Linked DNA regions of Gossypium hirsutum: region 2 is linked to region 1. A link is a contact called in public Hi-C data. All regions are on one chromosome and are shown on one strand. The core of a region is the stretch at or near the end of the contact, and the rest is flanking DNA. Distances in the headings are between cores, read along the strand shown. Region 1 has its middle 37 kb from the start of LOC107895871. Region 2 holds the start of LOC107897030 (transcription factor bHLH104).

What was found. Hi-C and Micro-C count contacts between places; a contact is called where the count stands out from the background.
Region 2: a contact with region 1 is called in a Hi-C map of leaf, with 2.6 times the contacts expected there. The contact joins the promoter of LOC107897030 here to the enhancer-like site in region 1. A contact is called at or near these places in 3 of 34 Hi-C or Micro-C datasets (anther, hypocotyl and leaf).

The regions. Positions count from the first base shown.
Region 1 is chrA10:34,950,457-34,956,694 of Gossypium_hirsutum_v2.1, forward strand. No RefSeq gene overlaps it. Among protein-coding and RNA genes, the nearest start is that of LOC107895871, 37 kb to the right of the region's middle. Within about 2 kb of position 2,280, at least 5 of the 9 cell types and tissues checked have an H3K27ac peak or open chromatin away from gene starts, as enhancers often do. A contact at or near this core is called in hypocotyl and leaf, where this site is marked.
Region 2 is chrA10:35,221,885-35,228,122 of Gossypium_hirsutum_v2.1, forward strand. It overlaps LOC107897030 (transcription factor bHLH104), which reads left to right and starts at 2,235. Exons shown (of 5, transcript XM_016822358.2): 1 at 2,235-2,612; 2 at 2,732-2,794; 3 at 3,025-3,102; 4 at 3,676-3,838; 5 at 4,419-4,959. The coding sequence starts at 2,527. The coding sequence ends at 4,667.

The DNA.
Region 1 (6,238 bases), core at 1,030-3,529:
TATTTCGACCAGTGATAAATTCGACTTGTTCCTCTGAGATGATGTTAGGAAAAACCAATTTAAATCTATTTGCAATAACTTTCATCACCAATTTTTACATCACCGAAGAGACATTGATTGGCCAAATTTGACTGAAGCCCTCTGGTCTATCTTTCTTCGGAATGAGAATAATCAGAGTATTATTCAGTTCAAAGTCAATTTTGTTACCAGCAAAAATTCCTTGAACCCATTCACAAACTGTAGATCCAACAAAATCCTATTCACTCTAAAAAAGTGAGGATGAAATCCATTGCTTCCTAGAGCCTTCAGTGGAGCCATGCCAAATAAGGCTTTCTTAATCTCTTCGTTCACAACTGACTTCTCCAAAAAAGTAATATCTTGGTCCTTTAGACGCGAGAAGATATTGGAGAGAAGATCTTTCATGGGAGCAGGGATTTCACCATAAAGTCTTGAAAAAAAACCAACTGCCTTTTGTTAAGGATATTTTGGTCAGAACACTATTCACTATTCTCAATGCGCAAATCCATGATACGATTTAATTTCCTTCTTTAGATCGTACGATTGTGGAAAAACTTTGTATTATGATCCCCCAAGTTGGAGCTAATCACACCTAACATTTTGTCTCCATAATATTCCTCATGATTAAGCAAATTTTCCAACTCATCTTCAACATCCATTTCCAATTTAACTAACCAATTCGAGGCCGAATGATCTATCGCCTTTTGAATATTCACAAGCGATCTCATAAGGTGTCTTTTGTGAGTGCTTATAATCCATACACGGACTTATTCCATTCTTTAAAATGTGAGGTAAAATCAGTTAGAGAGTCAGCCATATTACCTAAACAATTCCAATTATCTTTGACCAAAGTGGAAAAGTTAGCGTGTTTCGTCTATCTTGTGAGAAACTAAAATGGCCTTCCTTTAGGTGTACTAATATCAATTTAGGTCTCAAGAGGATAGGCCTTTGATTAAACTTAATACGCAGGAGATGATACACGAGGCAGTGTGGAAAAGATGAAATCCAAGTGTCATTGGCTAGTGCTCAGTCAAGCCTCTCATACGTGTTACCTCTTTTCCAAGTAAAGGCAAGCCCAATGAACCCAAAATCCTACAAATGACAAGGATCAACAAAATTACTAAAAGACGTACACCTCTTCCTTGTGCCACGATCACTTTTCTTTTCATTAGGTGATATAATAGCATTAAAGTCACCCATAATCATCCACAGAATAGGATCTTGGGGCAACAGAGCTGCCAAGTCATACCATAACGACTTTCTTCTTCCCCTATCTTGGCTACCATAAACAAAAAATATAAAAAAAAGAGTTTGAGGGAACACTGCCAAAAACACAAAGTAGGATGAGTTGAGTGTGGTTATGAATGATACTAATCCGTACAAAATCCTTCCAGCCCACCCAAATACCCCTTGAAAATCCAATAGCTTTAATTCGGTAAGAAGAATTAAAACCTAATTTATCAATAATTGAATTTTTTTACAGCTTACTCTCAGTTCCAACAAACACAATATCCGAATTATGCTCAAACATGAACTCGCAAAAAAGATGAAGAATTTTGCTGCTCGCGCAACCTTGACAATTCTAAGAAAATATAGTTTGATTTAAATCCATATAAAATAAATTAAAGGAAAATAAATTGAAATCTTACTGTCTAGAAAATACCCTTTAGAATTGAGGTTCTTTAACTAGATTTGGTTCACCTTGGCCTAATTCCTCGATAAACTTTATTGAAATAAAATTTGCCAAAACAGTCATTGTATCACGCAATAAAGGTTTAGAGAAACTATTGACCTTAAACCTGCTCCCTCTCCTATGTATAATTTTATTAAGTTTCTTAGAAACCCATGCTCCCCCAACTTTCTCCCCCAAAATCTTCCCTAGTATCTTAAAGTTTTCAACCCCCAAAACTAAAATAGTGTCCCCCTCTGTCGATACACCGTCACTTGAATTTTTAACTTCCTTAAATGTTATGGTTGTATGTCTGTTGGGGTTGAAGCCAGCATTGGAATCAGCGATTAGAACTTTGATAGGTCCTGCAATGCTGAACTTAGCGAGCTACAGATTCGAGGGCACAACTATTTCCTCCGTTAAAAAGGATTGATTCCAAATCTACAGACCCACCATCGCCAGTCCAAACCTTTATTTCAATTCCAGTAATTGTTGCTACCAATTTTTATGGTCGACCAAATTTCTCTACTGCCCAATAATGAAAGGGCGGATCCTCACTTACCACTGGTCCAATAGATGACTCGATCTCATGACTTAGTTTGATACCCAACATCAACCTATTCTCCCTAAGGTTCAAGAAACATCCATAATCCAAGGGCTTTGGATTATTAGTTTGTTTTTTAGACCAAACAAGCCCAACTTTTGGTCTTTTAACAGTCTGTTTTAGTTTTGAAGGCCTACCAAGTATTTGAAGTCTAACTTAGTGAGAGGGCCTTTATATTGAGCCCTAAAATCCAGTTGGCCTTCATTCAAGTAGGGGGCTTCTGTCCCTTGAATACCTCCAGTCAAGGTTTCCTTCCTCTTATTGCTTCGATTAGCCAGACTATCATCTTTATCACTAGGTTTATTTCCAAAATTATTTACCATTTTGGTTAAAGCTCTAAAACGGGACCCTTTATTTTTTTCGTCGTGATTCTAACAACCTCTTTTGGTGAACCCCTTGCTTTCCTCCTAGATTTCTTCTCAATAAGCATCCATGGCCCGTAAATTTTGCTAGTCACCTTCGAGTCATTAACTTTAATACTCTCCACCTCTAGCAATGGTTTAGACAGCGTTAGATGCTTCCCAAATTTGGGTTCAAAGACTCTAAAGGGGAAAACATCCTTCATATATCTATATCTACCACGGTGAAAACAAACCGTTGGTAGAAATTCATCTTTTTTTATTTTATCATTGAATAGGATTTGAGACACCAAAGGTTTATCTAGATTCACATACATTGCCATGCAAGCAAATCCTCCTCTTATTCTATTATTTGTATTCAAATCAAGTTTGGCAACTTTACCCACCAGGCCTCCTATTTCCACTAAGATCTTGTGTTCATACATATATCCCGGCAGCCCTAGAAGTTTGATCCATGACATAACCACGCTCGAAATGTTTATGTTGGATTGAATGACACCGTCCATAGTTGCATATCAGGTATTGACCAAAAGTAATCCACGAACCTTCCAAGAGTACTTTTTTGTAGCCAACCTTATTATCGAATTTGGGCAGGAAGTAGCCATTCTCGATGTCCATTAAATGCAACGACGACAAAGGCTTCTATAAATTGTAAATCTTTTTTTTTGTAAGACCAGGAAACTAATATTACGTCCCAGAAGCTTTAATATCAATGTTATCCATATCTTGAATAATAATACGTTGAATTTTGTTTCAAAATTTGGTTAAAGAAATACCATTGTTGAATGTTTTTTGTACATCGTCTTCCAACAATTCAAAATCCTCTTTTTTTCTCTAGGTTAATCCCAGCAGAATTAGAAGAAGATCCAACTAATTTGTCTTTCCAAGAGGTTGTTGGTTTCTCAATTTGATTTACCTCTAACTCTATATTCACACTTTCATCTTTATCCCTAAAATGGACTTTCTTAGGGATTAAACCTTCTGTGAAGCATACTCCAGACACAATAAGGTAGTGATTAAGAGTAATAATTTTATTATATAATAAGTGAAAATGAATCATAGCCATCTTTGGTAAAGTCAAATCAATTTACATTTTCTTTTATTTTTCTATGATGATGTTATGAGCTCATTTATAGGGGACTCTCAAGCATTTACTTTAATCTCTATAGAGTTCATATATTAAACTAATATTAATTTTTAATTTAGATTTGATTTTATGTATTTGATATTTAATTATTTTTTTAAATATTTTATTTTTAATTATAGTAATTAATGTAAAATAATATTTTTATTTGAGTTATTGACTATGATTAAAACATATTAGCTTATCTCTTCAAATATCATAATAAAAAAATTTTCAAATCATAATTAAAGCATTTTTAACATACTCAACATATGATATAGTTTTAATTTATATAATTAATATAAAGTAACAATATTCAAAATAATAACTAATGAACATAATTAATTTTAATAATAATTATGTGATAATTAATATATTAGAATTTCATAATAACTTTATTTTACATATGGCCCCTAACATAAAAATCTCTACATTAACTCCTTCTCATTCTTCTTTTCCTTGGGTTTATTGTTGGGCTTTTCCTTTCAATTCTGTGGTTTTCCATTGCCATTATTACCACCATTGTCATTTTTAACATGTTCTTTATCTCACCCTCCATTGTTTATCTCTTTGGGCTTGGAAGACTTGAACTTGTCTTTCCTCAGACCAAATTTAATTAAGGACTCTACTACGATCATGGCTTTGGCCAGTTCTTGGACCCCTCAATGTTCCACTTCCTGCTTGGCCCATGACTTCAACCTATCCATGAAATAGAAGAATGTCTAATTATCACTCAAATTGGAAATTTAGAACATTAGTTCACTAAACTTGATCTACCGTAATTTGATACATCAAATTAGGCTCTCCATAACACTAGAGGAGCTTATTCTCAAGTAGTTTAGGTGTCTTTTCTTCACTTTTGTTGATTTTTAGATTTTGTTATTAACAAATTATTTTTATTAGTTTTATGCCCTTTTGATACCCAAAATGGCCAAATGGTGCCACGGGAACCTAATGATGTGATTGAGTCGGTGTAGGAAGCTGACAATGACCCGAGCTTGAGGAAATCATCATTCATAGTGGGTATCACAATACTGAGGCCATTGAAGTCTTCATACCCCTGAAGTTGCTAAAGTAAAGAAAATTGAGGTCAACTTCAGTGATATCGTGACACTGAGGATGGGTATCGCGACACTGAAACCTAGGAGTTGCAATACCACTGTTGGACGAGGAAAAAATTGGCTGCATGGGTAGTTTTTGTCCAACACCAACTCTAATCAAAATTCAACATCTTAAGACACTTTTATCCAAAAATTTTGGATTGTATTTAGTTGTTGGCTAATAGCTTTAAAGGAATCACCTTTAACATTATTCCACACACTTTTTTTATCAATTTTAACTAAGTAGTTATTTCCTATTCATCTTTTTAGGGTTTTAGTTTATCACTTTTCTGGTTTTTAGTTGTTAGTTAGTTAGTTGTTACTGTAGCTAAGTGTTATTTACATTTTCGTACTCAAACTTTAGCTTGTATTTTTAATTTATCTGAGAGTTTTTAATATATCTAAGCTTTATTTTCATTTTAAAAGCTTAAAAATATGATCCTTGATGATTTTTTTTCACCTCTATTGTTGCATGCATCTTCTCTCTCAAGCATCCATCAAGAAATTACTAAGCTTTTTTATCCTTACTTTTAGTGCTTAATCTAGTATATGCTTTGAATGTTTATTGAGCTATTGTTTGTATGGAAATGATGTTAGGCAATTAAATTTATGGTGTTTGGTTGATTGAAATGTTGATTGTTAGTTTTTGATACAGTGACTAAATTGTAAAAACTGGACTAAATTTAAGAAAATTTAAAACATAGAATTGACACATCTAAGGGAACAATAGATAGGTGGGACTGAGAGGAGATCTTATTGGGTATCAATTCATTTATCCCGCGTTAGTTTGGTGAGGTCACGTCTAATCTGGTAAAATGATGACCGAAAGGTAAAATTGAGTCAATTAGAAGTTTAGGCTTTTTAGATCCCTAATCTAAAGACTAATCAGTAACATAAAAGTCAACCAACCATTTTCTTTTATTGGATTGTTAATTTCGTAGTTATATGGATTTACAATTTGGTCCTTGTTAGTGTTAGGTAGTTAATTAGCTTAATTAACCCTGATCGTGAATTATTGTAATATAAAACTTAACGAGTAGTGTGATATCGCGAATTAGGGCCTAAATAGAATAGTGATTTCGAAACCACAATTCTGAAGTAGAAAATTTTATTCCAATTAATTCTTATAATTTATTGAGTGATTAGATTCATGTGTTAGAATATCGATAGAAAATTTCATGAATTGCATGTCTAATTTGCCTATTAGGACTTAATTGCAAAAGTTGATAAATATGAGTTTTAGATGTTAAAGGATTTAATTGAAGAGCATAGTTGAAGTAGAGGTCCTTAAATGGTAATTATACCATTAGGTTTTCATGGACAAAAGTGGACAGACATAGGCAGGAATAACCAAAGTTTTTAATG
Region 2 (6,238 bases), core at 985-3,484, 270 kb after region 1:
TTTCTGAAACATATAAATTATATATATTCATCACATTACAAGTGAGTTTTACTCACCTTACATTCAACTGTAAACAATTAATATCCTCAATTTAATATTAATAATTCAACCAAAAATTAATTAACTAATTCATAAGAGCACATAACATGAACATATAAATATATTTTCTATGAACTTACCTAATACAACCAGCAAACAAATTTATTTGTAGGGACTATTCTGTAATTTTCTTTTTTCCTAATTTTCCTCCGTATGATTCAGTCATTCATATATATAATAATTCATTTCACATTATTAGTTTTTAACACTTTAAACCATCTAAATTCATGAATATAATATCTTTCATTCATTTTACACAATTTCCCCAAAGTCTTGTATTTTATTCATTTTAGTTCTCAAAGTCGAAACTATTATATCTTTCAAAATCAAGCTTTGATTTTCAATCTCGTTACAATTTCATCACTGTACAGCCCTCTAAAAACATAATTTTAAAAAAAATCATGACAAATTTTACATTATTACAATTTAGTTCTTATACACAAAACTAACAAAATTTACTTAACAATTTAGTCCTATTCACAACTAAGGTCACAAACATACCATTAAACATCAAAAGCTTTAATTTTCATCAATGACAATATTTTAAAACTTTAACAGTTTTGAAAACAAAAATATGTGTTAGCTGAACCAAGTTGCAACGATCTCAAAAATATAAAAATTATAAAAAAAATAGGTTAGAAATGGCTTAAATGCAAGGAACACAAGCTTCAACCAAAACCACGGTTGATTTCCCCCTTTTACAAAGCTCAAACGGTGAAAATAAAGAAATGAGGTTGAAGATGACCTTTTTCTTTTCTTTTAATATTATTTACCTAACTTTTAACTTAACAAAATTAATATTTATTTATTTAGGAATTAAGCACTAACAGTATAAACTTTAGCACTACTATATATTTATTTAAAAAATTAACATTTACTATTTAAGCCACTTAACTAATACAAATTAATAATGTATAATTTTTGTAGTTTTTATGATTTAGTCCTTTTTTCAATTAACTATTAAATCATTAAAAATACCAAACTAAGCTTCAATCCACTAATACAATAACTCCGTAAAATATTTAATAAAAATATTTATGACCTCAGCTTGTGAAAATGAGGTCCTAATACCTCATTTTTCAAAATCACCAACTTTCGGTATGTACCACTTATACTTTAACTAACTGAACAATTAATAAAATCCATTAAATCACAGTTCACTATTATCATATATTTAAATCATAAATATTAATTAAATATATCTACAAACCCACTCATCATAATTGTGGTCCCAAAATCACTATTTTTGACACTACTGAAAAATGATCTATTACATTAAGGATACTACTTTGGTGGAGGTGGAGAAAAAGAATAAGTTCATTATACTGGAAAGCCCCTTTGTTTTTCCCTAGGATTATAGTCTCAAACTTATGTATGGAGTTTATAAAGCATCCTCTTCCAATATCATGAAACTTGAACCCAGAACAACATAATCACCGTCACTGGAGGGCCCGAGTTATACTTCAACCTGTGACCGCATAGCCACTTTCAACTAGGAGTCCTAGTTATATTTCAACATGTGACCATATAACCACCATGAACTAGGAGTTTAAGTTGCAACGCGATGGGATTCTAAGGTAATGGTTCCATTCCCATATGACAAATGAAATATATGGGTCTTCGAGCACCATCGTGTTACCGTGAACTCAAAGATACCTTAAAATTATCAAAATGTCTACCTCAAGCACAAACAAAAATAAATATTTCTCCTAAAATCTTTCTCTATAAACACAAACACTCAATACAAAAAAAAAAAAAGAAGAAGAAGAAGTAGAAAACACATCCTATAGGAAACGTTTTCTGCTAAAGTGTTAGCCAAGAGGCTAAAAGTGCACCCTAGCTCCTATCAGACGTGTTTTTTGTTTCTCTCTCCAAAATCGACTTATTTCTTTAAGTATTAAAAAAATCAACCTAAAACCTTAATTATTTTTTAAAGATAATATTTTTATCAAAATTACCCATTATTTTCCACTTCATAAAAAAAATGGTACCAAATGCTTAAACAACTTCATTTTTAATTATTTCATAATTAAATTAGTATTTCACGGCTAAACTTAAAAATAATATAAGTAAACATAGATTGAAAAGTAATAATATAATGTATAAAAAAATAAAATATGAAATCCCAAAAATATATGAACCGCCGAAATTGAAGTGGCGGGTATAAGTGATAGCCACTTTGGAGGTCAAACTCAGAATATCAATAACGACGCGGCGGCGCGCAGCCCGGTCATTTCACTAACTCACCCTTCTCCACGTGTTCTTATGTCACTGGATATATGCTTCCATATTCAACCAAAAAAAAAAAAGGAAGAATATTTTCAATTCCCAAAATTTCCTACAAATATATTTTTACCTTATTATATCACGCCGAATTTCCCAGAAAAAAAAAAGAATTTAAAGATTTAAGAGTCGTAGTGGTGCAAAATGGATTTAATAGAAGATTGGGATTTTCTGGATTATAGTTTCATCGATGAAAATACATCTCCAGATATACTTTTGCCCAATTACAGGTTTTTTCCCCCAAAAGAATTTCGATTTAATCTAGGTTTTGTTTTTCTCAGTAACTTGTTATAATTCGGTATTTTTTCCCCTTGAGATTTGAATTTGAATTACAATTATTGTTCCGTAGCGGCAGGGAAATTGTTGTGCATCAAGAAAAGGGATTCGTCGATAGAGATTGCTCGCGCAAGAGGTATTGTCTCAATCCATATTTCAATGTTTCTCTAATTTCTTAAAGGTTTATGGGTATTTAATTGTCGAATATAATATAAAGTAGGTTTTTTGTTTGGACCCATGACGCTTAGTTCTTAGAACAAAAAACAAACTTTTTTTTTTTGCTTTATGTTTACTTGTTATTGAATTTGACATCAGCTTAAAATCTTAATTTGAAAGACTGATATTAGAAATTGATGGCATTTATAGGGGACGCAGTGGATCATGCAGCAGGCCAGGGACTAAAGCTTGCCGTGAGAAATTAAGACGGGAGAAATTGAATGAAAGGTATGTATTTTTTTTTGGGTAAAAGTACTATAAAGGCCCCTCTACTAAAAATAACGAGTAAATTAATCCCTGTACATTAGATCAAATAGTAAATTAGTCTTTAATGTTAAAAAATCTATTTATTTGTACCGTAAAAAACTACTGCCCTTGATGGAATAACTAGACAGTGAGGTGCCACGTTTACGTCATGCTAACGTAGAGAGACCAATTTTTAACTATAGAAATGGATGAAATTTTTAACAGGACAGGTTTGGTCTCTAATCTAATGTATAATGACTAATTTACTTATTTTTCGAGTAGAGGGGGCAAAATGCAATCTGATTTCTACTATTGGGGCTTTTATGGTACTTTCACCATCTTCTTCCATTAGTTTCTTCATCAAAGTTTTCGAACCTTTTATATTTTCTTTCTAATTTTTGAAGCAAAGGTATTGTTTTTGGTTAATATTGCATTTTTTTTCTTTTCTTTTCTGGTATTCATATTGGTGATAACATTTTATCAAAGGTACACTTTTTACAGCACATTAATCAGGCTGTGAATGTCAAAGAATCAGATTTTGTTATTCTCTTGTAGGTTTCTGGATCTAAGCTCTATTTTGGAACCTGGGAGACCTGCCAGGACTGACAAATCCGCAATACTGGATGATGCAATCAGAGTTCTGACCCAACTAAGAACTGACGCTCAGGAGCTCAAAGAAACAAATGAAAAGCTATTGGAGGAAATAAAAAGTTTAAAGGTTAGTTTTCCTTCTCTTTAGGTAAAACTAGATATTCACATCATGTTTGTTCCATAATTTGCTCAAATCTTCAGTAAACTGCTAGTCTTTTAACTCTTTGATTTGTTAAGCAACATTCTTTGGCCTCTGAACCATGCAAGGTGTATGTTGCTGACTTTAATTTTGGTTTATCAGTATCGTTTGGATCAGTTTACCGTGTTGAGATACATAGACGAAAATTGATAAGTTAATTGTTGTGCTCATTTGTGATACAATTTGGTGTAGCTGACATCCTGTTCAGTGCCATGTCTTCATTAATGCAAATTTTAATCATTTGCATTTGTATGCAACTAATAAATGGAAATATCGTAGACTTGTCTAGCTTAAAACAAGTTGGTCTTTAACTGAATTAGCGACAAAAAGAAATCTTTGAAAAGTTGAGCTTGGAAAGTAGGCATCCTAAAGTTCCAGACCTTTAAAATTGGCTGAGACATATAGATACTCATTTTGTTGATGAATTGTTTCTGTTGTTTCCGATTGCATCGTATATTATACTGTCTTCATTTTCTTTCCCATTTTCCTTAACTTCCCAATACAACAGGCTGAGAAGAATGAAATTCGTGATGAGAAGCTTGTACTGAAGGCAAATAAAGAAAGGATAGAGCAACAGTCGAAAACATTGAACGTTTCACCAGCTAGATATCTTCCTGCTCACCCGGCAGGGTATCATGCCGCGACAAACAAGATGGCAGTTTTTCCTGGTTATGGTTTGGTCCCAATGTGGCAATATTTACCTCCATCATCACGGGATACGTCTCAGGATCATGAGCTTAGGCCCCCTGCAGCGTAGTGCTTTTTTCTTCATTTTGAATTCGAGTATCCTCGCATGGTTTTGGCCTTGGCTGATCTGTAGATATGCTATTGAAAGGTTGATTATCCCATTTTAAATTCAGCCATTGGTTCTATTCACTGCTGCTTCAGATTGTTAATCTGAAATTTCTTATTTGGACAGAGTTTTCAGAGTTGCAGCTTCCAATGAATTCAATGTTAATCCTACTTGTTATAGACTCAAGTCAAATTGTGATAGTTTCTGGTCTGTGGCTTTGAATTCTTTAATGTGACTTGGTTTTGGAGTTTGATCCTGCTAGACCAACTTACAGCTTGCTCCTCTGATTGGGTTACGTTTGGGTTACTTACTAACTTTTGTCATCAAATCATCCAACTATCAAAAGTTATATTATGATCATTTTTGTTATCAAATTGTTACTTTTTGATCAATCATCTGCTGACTTTTGTTCCCTATTAATGAAATAATATGGAATTATAATTAAAACATTAGTTTGGTATTTTTTTAAAAAATATAATGGTAATTTTTTAAAAAAAAATTAAAAAATAAAAATATCATAAAATTCTAAAGAAAACAAAATCAAAGAATTCATAATTTATTTTATATAAAAAATTATGAAAATATTTTTAAATTTATAATTATTTGAAACAAATTGAAAAATTCATAGAATTCATATTTTTTATTATTATAAAATTTGATTGAATTTAAATTTATACTTTCAAAATGATTCGAAAGGAAAAAAATTGTTAACTCTCCTTGAGCTCACTAAACAATGTAGACATAATATATATTTGTAACTTTTGTGTCATAATCGTGATTAAGTTATTTTGTAATTATATTTTACTTTAAAAATAATAATTTAAACTTGACCAAATTAAATCTATATTTTCAAAGTTATCCTTCAATTCTTTTTGTATTTATTATTTTATTTAAAAATAATAATTCAATTTTTTATGAACATAATACAAACATCTTACCATGCGAAGATTAATAACTTATAAAATAAAGTTAAAAAATATATTAAACTAAAATAAATATTAATATAAAAAAGTATGGATTTGAAAAAACTCATAATGATTTTTGTTTTTATTTTTCATCATATTACACAATCAATATTTTAAAAATAATTATTGTAGCGACGTAAAAATTTTAGCTTAACTTGGTCGCTAATTGTGGCGATTTATTGAAAAAAAGTTTGAAATTTGACATTTGATTTTTGAAATAAACAGGGAGTCGCCACCGATCCTTTTTTCTAGGTGTGATCGGACACCTATTAGATCTCTTATTAAAACAAATAAAAGGCTGAGTTTAGGTCTACGTTAAAATCCAGAGAAAATTTAGGGTTCGGGAGTCGGTTACGTGCGAGAAAGGTCCCAAAATTGGTACTTATAAACAAGTGTTGTCTTAATTTTCAAAATTTCAAGTTCAAAGTAACCTTGAATCGTGACTGAGTAAAACACGAGAAATTTCAAGTTTCGTTTTCTTTTGAGAAGGATATACCGTTTTAACACGAGTCGATTGATATTCACCCAACATAGCGATGAAATCAATGGCTTAACGTTAAATCGGTACGT